3 separate regions of the Mus musculus genome follow, and regions 1 and 3 are each linked to region 2. Evidence: chromatin contacts called from public HiChIP or PLAC-seq and promoter capture Hi-C data. All regions are on one chromosome and are shown on one strand. The core of a region is the stretch at or near the end of the contact, and the rest is flanking DNA. Distances in the headings are between cores, read along the strand shown. Region 1 overlaps Gm40403 (a long non-coding RNA gene). Region 2 holds the start of Immp2l (IMP2 inner mitochondrial membrane peptidase-like (S. cerevisiae)). Region 3 overlaps Immp2l (IMP2 inner mitochondrial membrane peptidase-like (S. cerevisiae)).

Region 1 (4,520 bases), core at 866-3,365, 780 kb before region 2:
TGCTAAGTGTGACTGAAAGGAAGTTTGGTGTCCCACTAAAGTTCTCCTTCCTGCATGCTTCTGAAAATAAGGACTGAAGTGGTCTACCCCTCACCCCTAGCTTGGGGTTCATGCCCACTCAGGCCTTAGCAGGCACCAGCACTGTCACCTACCCACCCACCTCAGACTCCACCAAGCTTTTCTTTGGACCTTACTCTAGCCACTAACACACAGGATAACACATCCCCAAAGCCACACAGACACTGAAAGACCTGGTATAGGGAAGGGATTAAAGCTAGAGAAAACAGTATTTTCTCTTTTACACACACACACACACACACACACACACACACACACACACACACACACTGCTGCAACTGTTCAGCACTGCTAAGGACAAAATTCATTTTGCTTTCCCTTGGGAAATGAGTTGTTTGTGTTTGGACTTTTTGCCATGAAATCAGGTCTCATGTAGCCTAAGCTGGCCTTGAACCGTCTACATAGTTGAGGATGTTGCTGAACACTTGATCCTCCTGCCTCCAATTCCCAGTTGCTTGTGTCATATGGGTGACATGCGATAGCACATCTGGTTGGAAATGACTTTTTCTTTCTTGAGGGATGATGATGGTTATCCCCCTGTGGGTTGGCTGGTGTCACAAGCCTCACTTTGCCTCTGATCTCTACCAGCAACATGTTACAGGCCTGGAAGTGTGAAGAAGAGCCCCAGGAAAAATCTGGTAGGGGCCTTCACCACAGCACTCACAAGTGTCCTCTGAGGGAAACACGTCCTAACTTTATTTTACTTCTCTAGAACTTTCCCCGTGATAGTACCCGCTCGATATAAAACTGAAGGACTATCAACACACAGCGGAAGAGGCCTCCAGCTTTTGTAACACAAGGCTGAACAGAGCGATGCCTCAGCCCTAAATAAGAGCACTGTGAGAGTGAGACGTTTATTGAGATTACCGAGATAATAAATTGATACGACGAGAACCGTCTTAGTGTGTCTGAATGAGAATCTATCGAAGCAGATGGGGTCTTATGAGGAGAAAAAGCTTAGAAAGTGAAATTAGATTTCTCGTACATGACGGAGCAGCTGCTCAGATAAGAGAAGAACCCTCAGAAGTAATTTATCAGGTAACGATGTCGCTAACAACAATGATGAGGGAATGGGTCAGACCAGCCCTATGACTGCAGATGACAACAGGCTCTATTCCAGATATTGGGACTCCTGAATAATGAATATCCAAAGGCTTATATTCTAAAATGTAAGATGCCTTTGATTCAGCATCAATAAACAGAATTCTGAAGTGTGGTCACATGCCACGGTTAAGGGTGATGTTTGCCCAGTGTCAGATGGATTCTGTGGGAAGGAGACTAGCGAGAGCAGTCACTGCTGATCGATGGCTGGAGGGTCCAGAGAAAATGACCAGCAATCAAGAGAGCTGACGGAACTGCAGCTGTCTGGGGGTCAGGTGCTGATAGTGGAAGAGCTGGGAGTGGGTTTGGCAGGAGTGGATTCAGGTTTTGTGTCTGCAGTTAAGACCAACTGAAACAGGGTTGGGACCACTTTCAGAGAGAAAAAAAATATAGATTTTTAGAAGACAAAAATTTCAGGGCCACTTCTCCAGAGCCTTTGAAAAGGATCATGCAGGAGGCTCAGCTAAGTCTCAACGGTCTCAGAGAACCACCTCATGGGTCAGTCACTGTGACTTTTCTCATTACTGTTGACAACACGCTGGACAAAAGCAACCAAAGGAAGGAGGAGTTTTCTCCTGAGTTAAGAAGGAAGCCAGATCGGGGTGGGGGTGGGGAGTGAGGGGTGAGAAAACGACACATTATGTTAGTAGTCAAGACTCACAGAGTAGGCTGGGCGCTGAGGTCACTTGGTACATGGTTCTTGTTTAGTAACTGTCAGGCGCCCACTCAGCTTACAGGCGGTGCTGCCTGCTTTCAGGATGAGACTTCCCTCCCTCATCAGGTAAATCAGTTGATCTTGGCGAGATCTGACTCACCTAGAGGTGTGTCTCCTTGATGTCAAAGCCAGTTGATTAGACAGCAGAGATTAGACACACCGCAGTAAGAACAAAACCTCCAAGGCTGTTGCGCTCACAGGCTGGCCCTGGGCCAGAGCCCGGGAATGCTCCAGCTTTTGTAACACAAGGCTGAACGGCTTGTTCTTCCGCAGAATGGTGGTAGGCCTTGATTGATCTCCATTTTTTCTCTTTAGCCATTAGGTCTTTTTATTTCCTAAGCATCTCTCAAACTCATTTCCTTTCTTCATCCTTACCGTTAGGACCTGAGACCTGGTGATCACTCCACTTCTAAAACCCTCCAAATTGGTGCCTTTTCCACTCTCCCAGACTTTTTAGAATTATATTCTTCATCCCATGGCTCAGAATACTCCCTCTGCGGGTCTGACTCTATGACAGACACTTCCTAGGGCCTTCTGTGATCTTGCCTTAAACCTGTAGTTTTCAGGATCTGGCTTTAGCCTTTGCAAAGTGCCCAGAAACCTTTGTTAATTCTTTGAAAGTTCTCACATCTAAGTTTCTGCTTTCTGACTTAGACCACTAAAATCCTCCTTTTCCACAGCCCTCTTTATAATACTGCCTTTTCGGGTATGCTGATGGGTAACTTTATGTTTAAAATTTTAAAATCTCTATGCTTAAGGAAGCTATGAAGCAAAATTAGACCTCTAAATGTTAAGTTTTAATGAGGTTTAGTTTTGTTTGTTTGTTTGTTTATTGCTGTTTCTGTTTTCTAAACAAAAGCTTGTAACTTTGTATTCTCTGCCTTTATAAACCCCTGATGGAGGTGGATGGGCCCAGCATTGGCGAATCCCAAGTCCAGGTATAGACCTGGCACCAATATCTGAATAAAAGGCTCTTCTTTGTCGATATTTATTAATGCTCACTCAGACTGGGGAATCTCTGAATGACCCCAGACCCACACATACTGTAGAGGCCTTCTCTAACACCCACCTCTCTACGCTCAAGCCAGGACTTCCTCTGTAACCACACACACAGTACTCCATTGGGGCACTCAATATACCACGTTAAAAGCCCTTGCCTATGGCCGCTTTCCCCTCTCCTATTTCACCCATGCACCTGCAAGCCACATCTCGTTCATTTTTGTATCCCCAGAACTTAGCAGAATATAGGTCCTCACCACATCATTTTGAATGAATAAACAAACAAATGAATGACTGAGCCAGTCACACATAAGCCATCCTCTGTGACCAAACACAGAGGGACAAAAAGCAGAGAACTTAGACCTGGGGTGTACCCAAGTATATAGGTAGATGGAAGAAAGGAAGGCAAATAAATAAATAAATAAATAAATAAATAAATAAATGCAGGCTGCTGAGAATGTTTGCCAGAAAAGTAAGAGGATCCACAAGAATTGCATTGTCATTTTTGCTTTTAATCTGCAAGTTGTTTCTGGAATATATGCAAATTGCTTTTGGAAATGAGGCCCTTGGGATACTTGCTGAGCTGGTGTAATGGAAGGAGTCCCACTATTATACGGGACTTGGAGAGTGGCCCTGGTATCCTCCTCATGCCACCTCTGCTGCCTTGCCATCTGTGGCCAGCACTGATTTCAAACAGCAGTGAAAACAAGAGGAAGAAGGGACAAGCGACTAGCTTTAGGGAAGTCAGAGTTGCCTAAACTCCCAGACACGCCTGCCTCTAGCGTATGATGGTGCCTCTACTTATGTGTCAACACAGCCAAGGAAAACTTGGAAGAGTTTTAGCCACGAAAGGAAGAAAGTACAACTGAAGGGACTCTGGCCAGCTCCAGGGTGGCAAGCATGGCTCCGGCGGGCCTTGCCCTTCTCCCCCATTCCCTCTGCCTTGCTAAAAATCATTAGATTGCATTCTTCAAGCTAACCACCAAGGTCCATTCCCTTAGTTGGCCACTTTCTTCCTCCTAAGGCTGACTACCAAGATCCAGCTATCAAAGTATTGAAGTCGAGCAATCAAAAGACCCCTTGGCTCACCTAATTAACATGCCCAGTTAAAATTAAACACCTCATCCTAACACAGGGTTTCTCCTCATACCTTTATAAGCCTCCATTTGCCCATGGGACACATTTGTTCCCCTCTCTATCCTGAGGCAGTCCTTTGTCCCCGGGGGGGGGGGGGGGTGAAGAGTGAGACAAACACCCCTCCTCCCTCTCCCTAGTTCCCTTCTCTTTCTCCCTCATCCTCTATCTCCTACCTTTGTCCCTCTGGGGCAACTAAATCTCCTTTGTGCTGAGAACTTGGTCTTGGGGGTTCTGAGCCGATACTTTTCCTCTTAACAACCAGAGAGCTAATGTAGAAGGGGGGCAGGGGGATAGTCGTGAAGTAGAATTGGAATCAGAAACCAGGTTTCATGACAGTTATTGGGAACAAACCAGATTAAAGCAGAGCATTCATCAGGTTTAACGGTAGTTTAGGGCTGGTATGGAATTTCGTGGTCAGGATCTTATTTAAAAAAATAAAAATAAGTAAATGAAAGTCATGAAGTTAGAGTGCTAAGTATGAAGAAGTTTA
Region 2 (4,513 bases), core at 1,265-3,764:
CATTCTACTTTTATTTGTGGGCTAGGAAATGGTCCATAGAATTTTAAAGCCTAATTACTTCAAGTTAACTTTGGTTCAATATCCCATTGAATATTAATATGATTTGTAGCCATAATTTAAGTGTGTATCTAAGTTAGGAATCTATGATACAGGTCCTCTGATGGCATTGATGCTAAATACTTGAGCTTCAAATTTAATGACCTTGAAGAATAAACAGCATTCAGACACTTAATCTTAGCTTCTTTTTAGTAATATAATTTTTTTAAAAAGATTTATTTATTTTATGTATATGAATACACTGTAACTATCTTCAGAAACACCAGAAGAGGACATCGGATCCCATTACTGATGGTTGTGAGCCACCATGTGGTTGCTGGGAATTGAACTCAGGGCCTCTGGAAGAGCAGTCAGTGCTCTTAACTGCTGCCCATATAATTTTATTTTTAAGGAACAGTTTTAGGTGGAGAGTAAAATTGAACCGAATGGGCAGAATTTCCACCTATCTCAGGATACCCACATATTCCAGGATACTCACATATTCCAGGATACCCACATATTCCAGGATACTCACATATTCCAGGATACCCACATATTCCAGGATACTCACATATTCTCCAGTATATGTATAATCTTCTGATTAACATTCTGAGACAGAGTACTGTGGTAGGACATTTTATTACATGATGAATTCCAAGACTGTTATTTACTGAAAAAATCCCATTTCTAGTTGTTCTTAGCCCTTAGTACATACCTTTAGTCCCTCTGGCTGGAATAGAGATATGCTCTTTGTACATACCTTTAATCCCAAACAACGAAGGTAAAGTTAGTTTGTAGAAAGAAGCACCCATGTTTGAAAGTGATAGCTAGTTGAGTGGCAGACAAAGTGACAAATCAGAGAAAGATTTGACACACTAGGACACGCCAAATCCTCAGGAGAAAAGAGAGGAAAGGGAAGCTACTTAAGAGAGCAGGGCAAAGAGGAAGGAAGGAGGCAGTTTTAGCTGGACAGTTGTACAGAGACAGGTCACAGAGAGAGAGAACAAGCTAGATACAAGTGAAGGAGCCAGGGAATGAGAAGGAACCAGAGATTAGAACACCCTGCCAAGTTAGAATGAGGCCAAGTAGAGTAATTCATTCAGGAAAAGCCAAGATAAACCAGACTGAATCATTTTCCATTGAGAAGAATTGAGCCAGAACAGCTGAGTTGAATCATCCAGCCATCGCTCAGAAAGAACCAGAAATAGTGAGTTTATTCTGCAGTAAATCTTGGATGCTGAAAATATTCTAGGCCTAGATTAGGTTGTATGGATTCTAGAAACTTTGATGTTTATGTATGTTCATGCCATCCCATACTGTTGGTTCTTCACTGGAACAAACATCTATTTAATTTGGAGTCTCTTTACTGTTAGGGCCCAATCCAATTTGTAAATAGGCTCTGTCATCAGGGGCGGCCTCCAAGATAAAGCACTGGTAGAATCAAACTTACCTCGCAGTAAATATTTTAGATAAGAATAACTGTACCTACATCCTATACAGGAGAGCAATCATGTTTCTTTGGCAGACTTTTGTAATTATTAACTATCAGCCTATCAACCCATTAAAGTCTTCCCCCTTCTCCCCCCCCCCCGCCCCTTTTTTTTTGAGAGAGGTTTACTCTGTGTAGGCCTGGCTGTCCTGGAACTAGCTCTGTAGATCAGGCTAGCAGGCTGGCTTCACCTGCCTCTGCCTTAGCAGTGCTGTGATGACTAAAGGTACGTGCAACCACTGCTCGGCTCCATTTAAGTCTCTTACACTCTCCCATCTTTAGAGTTAATTTTGAATGCTGAGTGTCAGAACATTATGCGCTATGTAAACTTGAGAATGATAGTTCAGCATTATCTAAAAGGGTAAAGCAAGAAAAGATAAAGATACAACTGAGGAGGGCTAGAAAAAGCAAATTAATTTTGTTGTCTATATTCTGTTAGTTACAGTGTTTTTCTAGGTTGTAATTACACAGTTAAGATTTTTTACAATTAACGAGCAAAAGCTTAAGTATATTAAAAAAAACAACCCTAGTTTCTCTGAAGCAAAAAAAAAAAAAAAAAAAAAAAAAGTTCTGGATTTTTTTCTTTTGGCTTGCTAGAGGAAGCAAACCCGAAGTTACCCATGTGCAAACAAAACAATAACAAAACCACAGAACAACACAAGAAGTCCAGTCTGGGTTCCTGGTCTAAGGGAAGAAGCTGAAGATAGCTTCTGATAACTTGCTGCTTTTCCTTGCCCTCTTAGCCATGCCAGGCTTCGACCTAGGGCTTAGACCTAAGGCTTCTAACACTTGGAACCTCTAGACGGTCAGTACCGCCCCCTGATCTGACGTAAACCCAATTCTGGCTGCGGATCCACCTTGAGCCGCGTTTCGGGGGCGGGACTTCCGTAGTAGTAGGCGGAGTCTCCGGCTGCCGCCCAGCTGGGGGTCGGGTCTGGGCGAGCGGCGGCAAAGGGCGGGGCGAGCGGCGGCGGAGGGCGGGGCGTGCCGCGGCGGAGGGCGGAGCGTGCCGCGGGGACTTCCCCTGGGTTGAGCTGCGCAGCGGGTGCGCGGGGAATGGGGCGGCGGGTCCGGGCGGCTTGGCACGCGGGTGGGCTTAAGCAGACCCTCTGTGTCCCCGGCAGGGTCTCTTATCTCCGGCTTCTCCTCCGTCGAGTGGGCGTTGCTGGGAGGTGGGGAGCCGCTCGGCCGCTATCCGCGCGATGGTAGCGAGCATGCGTGCGTGCGCGTGTTCCAGTGAGGCCGCGCGGCTGTCCCCTCAGTTCGTCCTCTTGTCTCCCTCAGTTAGGGAACCCGAACCCCGATCCGGGCGGGTAGCCGACCTCTTCTCCCCGCCCTGGGGGACCCACAGAGCGGCCGGGAGGGAGCGCTGCTCCTGGGGTGGTGAGCAGCTTGTGGGAGCTGCTCAGGCTGGAGCCACGGGATTTTAAAGGACCTGTCTCTGTCATTTTTACTTTTAGGATTTTGGCCAAATTGGGCGAGGGTACAATATTACCACTTACCCCTTCTCACCGAGGAAGAGCGGGAGAAAGGGTAAGTAAGTATTGCTCAGGGGCGGAAGGTGCCAGGACTCTTTTTCGAGTGGGGAAACTACCCTAGGCAACTTGGGTCCAAATTCCACTTTTTATCAGGAACTGGATAACCCACCTTCAAAGGTCACTTGTCCCAAGATCAAGCCTTTCTTCAGGTTCCAGAAGCCCGTAGAGCCGACTGGAAGTTTAGCAGCGTTTTAGACACCTGAGAGAAAACTCATTTCCTTTCAGACCCTCTTTAACCTGGCACATTGATGCTATAGTTCCTCTCAGGTCCCCTGTCTTCCTAGGTAGCATTCAGTAGTTCCTGACACAGTAGGGCCCTAGGTAATCTTGGCTCTGCTTGGCAGTTATCCCTCCGGGGACCTTACATTTTAAAATCTCAACAGTGGGGGAACGCACATGGGGCCACATACAGGCAATTTCATATACTTCTAGTTCTCAGGTCTTTCAGAATTACAGAGGAATTGGGGGAGGTCCTATCTCAGGCATTGAGGTGCTTTTCTGAAAAGCTGAAGTCCTGGGAAGTTGACTGATTTCAAGTTATCATCTCTCTTCATTGGTTCCTCCCTAAGACTTGCCCTTCTCCTAGTCTCTGTCTGGTGATAGGAAACACAGTTCCTTTCAGGTTCGAAACCCTCCAGTTTTACATTCATCTCCGCCAACTTTTACTTAAAACACAGGTTAGCTATAAGCAAGAACAGCAAGCCACAGGCTTGTTTACCCCCGAGAGAAAGCTAGACTTACCCTCAGTGCCCATCCTGGCACATGCCACATATGAACCTGACTTCCTTGAGAGGCAGATGTTCGCATATTATGAAAAACTAAGACATGGTTGTTTATTAAAGAGGGACTCTATCTCTGATGTCCTTTCATCGTGTGCCGAATGAACACTGGTCAAAATGGGATCTGGAGAGCTGGCTCCTGCCTTCAGTCCCTACAGGGGCAGGTGGATCTCTGTGACTTCGAGGCCAGCCTGGTCTATATAGGGAGTTCCCGGCCAGACAAAGATACAAATGAGGGCCTCTCTCAAAAAACAAAAGAACAAAAACATCCCATAAAGAAAACAAACAAAGCAGTATGTGGAGAATGAGACTGTTGGAGATGACCTGATTTGGGAATGGGCCTTTCGCAGGTTTCTGTGGAAGTTTACACATAATTCTGTGGAATTATATCTAAGTGTTAGAGAACTTCTGCCTGCTGCTGTCTTTGTGGCTTACGGACCAATAGTGGTGTGTGGGGCCAGTGCCATCATTCCACTTTTCTGGTAGAGTCAGAAATAAACTTGGGTGACTAGCTGTGGAGGGTTGTTTTCCATAATGCATAGTGTTACAGTCGTTTCCCCAAGCAATAGATACATAGTTTGGGCACAGTCACTAGATGAGAGCAAGTTTTTGAGTTGTTCTGTAAGAAAGCTCAATGTGAGAAACCAGGGAGGCAGCTAACGGTGACCCAC
Region 3 (4,211 bases), core at 147-2,646, 850 kb after region 2:
TTATTAAAGATGGGAATACTTACTTCATTTTGTCTATAATGTACTATCCCTAAAATTTAGCCCATTGAATCATGTGTACATGTACTCTACTACCATACCTACCACAGGACTGTGTTTACGTATAAGCATATACATGGCTCTATTTCCATATAAATTGGAAAGCATGACACCAGAAAACAGACCTCTTTTCAGCTCTAGGGAATGAGGACTGCTTTTTTATCTTTTTTTTTTTTTTTTTTTTTTTTCGAGACAGGGTTTCTCTGTGCAGCCCTGGCTGTCCTGGAACTCACTCTGTAGACCAGGCTGGCCTCGAACTCAGAAATCCGCCTGCCTCTGCCTCCTGAGTGCTGGGATTAAAGGAGTGCGTCACCACACCCGGCTTTTTTATCTCTTTAGGGAACTAAAATGAAGGATTTGCTTTCTATCCTGAACTTCCATAACAATCCCATTAACATCTTAGGCTTGCTCTGTCACTCCACTCCACTCAGTTCTCCTTCCCTGTTCGCAGTAAGCTCTCATGAGGTTGCTGATTTCTTTCTCTCACGATGTTGTCCCAAGGAAGGAAAGAAAGCCTCCGTGGGTTTCAGCATTTTCCTCCTCCTCCTTCCTTGAGCTGTGATCACACACTGAAAGCTCCATCCTGTGCTGATGTTTGAGAATCTGTTACCATGGAGCTATTCCCCAGCTCAAAGGATGGTTTTATTACATACAGTGTTACAGGAAAGGAGGATGGTTAAAATTAAACTTAAAAACCCTTGATTAATAATAGAAAATGAGAAAAAAATGTTTTCAGAATCGAACATGGGGTTGAGTGCAATGTATTGTTATGGTTACCCTTGTTCTCCAAGGAGCTCCTTTTATTTTATGTTTTCTGTTTGTGGGGAGGGAATTGTAGCAAATATAAAAGACTGTGTTGTCTGCTAGCTACTGGGCATATGTCCAAAATACAAGTGGACGTTAACTCAATTCAGCAGATAAGATTTCCTTAGGGACTTTTGGAAGACTTTCCTAGTTCATTTCTATGGCCTGCATATGACCTGTGTGTGTCCTCTCAGACAAAGCTACTTAAAGAAAAATTAATAAGATTTGGTGTGTGCATATGGGGAGGTCAAGAAAGACTTAAAAAGAATGAACAGTAAACAGAATTTTGAGGTACCAGTGATTTTGGCAATGAAGATAGGCTTCTTGCGTCAAGGCAGGTCTAGAAGAAGCTGATGCTGAGGAAGCATAATAAACTCTTTGATGAAGGCCTGCATCACACACAAAATGTGCTACTCTTTAGCCAGTGGTGAGCCTGCTTTGAAGGCCAACTTCTTGATTTCTTACCTAGAGTGAGTGACCAGGGTGTGGAGTTTTTGAAGATGTGTGGTTTTAGAAAAATAACAATTTTTGAATTGAACCACATCTTAGCTACTTTGCATATTTTCGAACATTTTGAAGTACATTAATGATCTAGGAAAGCATGTTTACCAAAAAAAAAATCTATGTATAAAAACTCTAAAAAGTTATTTTTAATAACATTTAAGAGTAATAGAATTTAGAGATACATTAAGGGGTAAATATAATGAGCAGCAATTAAACATTTTAAATGTCTTAAAAAGCTGTTAAGTGATTTATGGGGATCCCTCACTTTTTGGGAGGTAAAGAACTACAACTACTAGGCAAGAATTCAGAGCCTTCTCTGCTTGTAGGACCTATGCCCAGATAGGAACACAGAAGGTACCTGGCATTAGGTGACAGCAGGGTCCCAGGCAGTTCTGTTGGCCATGCTTAGCTTTGGCTCTAACCGAACTATGGATATATGTTGCACATGCCTGACAATTGTCATAACAACAGGGTGTGGGAAGGAGAGAAATGAGGAAGTTGTGGCTTTTCTCGGTATGGCCCAGCAGTTAAGAATTTGGGATTCCAATTAACAGCTGGGTGTTTGTTTAAGCTCTTCATGCCTCAGGTTTCTCATCTGTGAAATTGGATCCATAATCATATTTACCTCGTCAGATAGCCCTAAGGATTAAATTAAAAAATATATGTAAATTAGGTTAGACATTTGTACACAGTAAGTTCCCAACTTTTAATAACCACCTGATATGTATGATGACTGCTGTAATATTTTATAATCTCCTCAGAGGTACTTAATTGATACATATCTGAGTTAGTCCTTTGGCTTTATAGACCCTTCTGGTAGACTACATTAAGGAATGCACATCACTAAGAATGCTTTTAGGTTTTCATTCTTGTTTCGTTATAGTCAGTCTTGGTGGAAATGTGCCTAATTGTACCCCAGTGTTCTCTAAAAGCTTCAGTCTACTGATTGTTGGGTGCTTATATGAGATGGTTTTTTTTTTTTTAATCTTTTCTTTATAACCATCTTCTCAAGGAGTCCTCATTTCTATTATGCAGCTTACTGTTTCTCTGGTAGAGCACTCATCCTCAACTCTCATAGAAGCTGCTTTACTTTCCTATGTAGACTTTTACAGTGTTAGATGGTTGCAGATGTCAAATACTTAAAATTTGATTGGACACAGGCCATACTAGCTCTCAGGCTCTCCTGCCCTGCATGTGGCAACAAATGGTCTTAGTTTGCCAGTTTTCCTGCAAATAACTTTCTGTGGTATTTGTTTGGTTCCTCCCCATCCAGTGGCCATATTAATGTATATTACAATACAGTTTGAATTTTAAGTGTGGCCTTCATAGCTTGTTGAGCCCTGTGTTCCTAGCAGGACTGCATGGTCCTGGTGATGGCCTATTATGATTAGCATATCTGCTGTTCTACACTTGCATGAAGTGGGCATTAGTCACAGCTGGGACAATAGTAGCTTCTGAACTGTTCCAGGTATTGAAGACATACAGGAAGTTTTCAAGCTCACTGCAGAACAAATAAAGACAGACAAAGCAGAAAGGAAAACAAACACTCCTTCTCTCGCTTTTACTGTGGCTTGGTGCTTTCTCAATATTTCATTTCTCCTTAGTAGCTGCTCTCCCAGGGAGCAGGACAACAGGACTCTTCCTTGATATGTAGAAAGCTGTAAGAAGGAGATGAGACACTCTCTTGGTCTTGTTGTTTGCATGGCATTCGTTATGTGAATGTTCACTTTTTTTTTTTTTAACCTACATGAGCAACTGATAATGGGAAAAGCCCTCAAAACCCCTCACAGTCCAAAACATTTCCATTTATTGCTGAATTGTTATGGTTTCTAATAGATACATGGAATCCAGATTATCATTATTTGGTGGTGGTGGTGGTGGGGGAACTTCCAATTTAACGTGTGAAGGGTGGTCCAACATTAGATGTAAGCAACTTCTCAGAGCAGATGTAGATAAAAATAAATAAATAAATAAATAAATAAATAAATGAACTAATGGAGAATGATTCTTTCTTGGGCCTGCTCATATGAAATTAAGACAGATTTCTCAAGGTGACACAAAGGCAAACGTGTTCTCAACCTACAGCTGACGCAGAGATAATAATTAGAAAAATCCAACTGTTTACTTTTTTATGACAAAGCACAGATGTCTCCACTTGATTTCATATTAAATGGAAGGTTTAACTGTCATTGCTAGAGAAAGGGAAGCACTTTTTCTTTTCTCTTGGAAAATGCTGAAGAAGACTGTCTGTTAAAAAGGTTAAGAGAAAATTCAAAGACCAGACCTCACAGCAGGGAAAAAGAATAGCAGGGCTAGGCCCAGTGAATCTGATTGTCAGAAACAACTCACCTCTGCCAGGAAGTACAATCCCCAAAATCCACTTAGTAGAAGCTCAACTCACTTATAGCCATTCTTATATTAGAGCCTCAAAGCTGTGATCTCATCGATGTCAAGATTCTCCTAGAGCTGAGGATTGGGCCAGAGCTTTTGGGTGCTTTCATGTTTCCTTTACAAGGAAATATGGAAGCCACCAATTATGTGTAATGTAGTATGTACAAGGACAGCTTTGTATCCTGTTTTATCTTAAAACTGCATGAAAAAAAAGTCATTTCATCGACCCAAGCAGTGCTTGAAATTATAAAGTAGTCAGAAATGCCAAGTGTAAGGAACACATGCTTTGTCCTCACACACACTTATAGTCTCAGTACCTAGTAACACACTCCTTTCCTGTATATCATGCCATTCTATTTGACAAGCCCCAACTTGGGAATTTATATTTAAATTTGGCAAACATTTAGCTCATATCTACTCTGTACATGTCACCGAGGAGGATAGATAAGGCGCTC

Evidence for each region. Promoter capture Hi-C pulls out the DNA fragments that hold promoters and counts their contacts. HiChIP or PLAC-seq counts read pairs in DNA pulled down with a chosen protein or histone mark.
Region 1: a contact with region 2 is called in a promoter capture Hi-C map of trophoblast stem cells, with 4 times the contacts expected there. The contact joins the enhancer-like site here to the promoter of Immp2l in region 2. A contact is called at or near these places in 4 of 39 promoter capture datasets (cranial neural crest, hippocampal neurons, liver and 1 more), 4 of 115 datasets of contacts at active chromatin or transcription factors (astrocytes, embryonic stem cells, memory CD8 T cells and 1 more) and 1 of 9 other capture datasets (liver).
Region 3: a contact with region 2 is called in an H3K4me3 HiChIP or PLAC-seq map of the 230-238 cell line, with 5 times the contacts expected there. The contact joins the enhancer-like site here to the promoter of Immp2l in region 2. A contact is called at or near these places in 3 of 39 promoter capture datasets (cranial neural crest, hippocampal neurons and pre-B cells), 2 of 15 datasets of contacts at CTCF or cohesin (large pre-B cells and pro-B cells), 1 of 484 Hi-C or Micro-C datasets (the G1E-ER4 cell line) and 3 of 115 datasets of contacts at active chromatin or transcription factors (the 230-238 cell line, large pre-B cells and pro-B cells).

The regions. Positions count from the first base shown.
Region 1 is chr12:40,242,051-40,246,570 of GRCm38.p6, forward strand. The region is part of intron 2 of Gm40403 (a long non-coding RNA gene); the gene reads right to left. Among named protein-coding and RNA genes, the nearest start is that of Gm40403, 3.8 kb to the right of the region's middle. Within about 2 kb of position 2,116, at least 55 of the 459 cell types and tissues checked have an H3K27ac peak or open chromatin away from gene starts, as enhancers often do. A contact at or near this core is called in hippocampal neurons, memory CD8 T cells and trophoblast stem cells, where this site is marked.
Region 2 is chr12:41,021,576-41,026,088 of GRCm38.p6, forward strand. It overlaps Immp2l (IMP2 inner mitochondrial membrane peptidase-like (S. cerevisiae)), which reads left to right and starts at 2,515. Exons shown (of 7, transcript NM_053122.4): 1 at 2,515-2,570; 2 at 2,986-3,058.
Region 3 is chr12:41,876,840-41,881,050 of GRCm38.p6, forward strand. The region is part of intron 6 of Immp2l (IMP2 inner mitochondrial membrane peptidase-like (S. cerevisiae)); the gene reads left to right. Among named protein-coding and RNA genes, the nearest start is that of Gm46348, 110 kb to the right of the region's middle. Within about 2 kb of position 1,397, at least 59 of the 459 cell types and tissues checked have an H3K27ac peak or open chromatin away from gene starts, as enhancers often do. A contact at or near this core is called in the 230-238 cell line, the G1E-ER4 cell line, pre-B cells and 1 more, where this site is marked.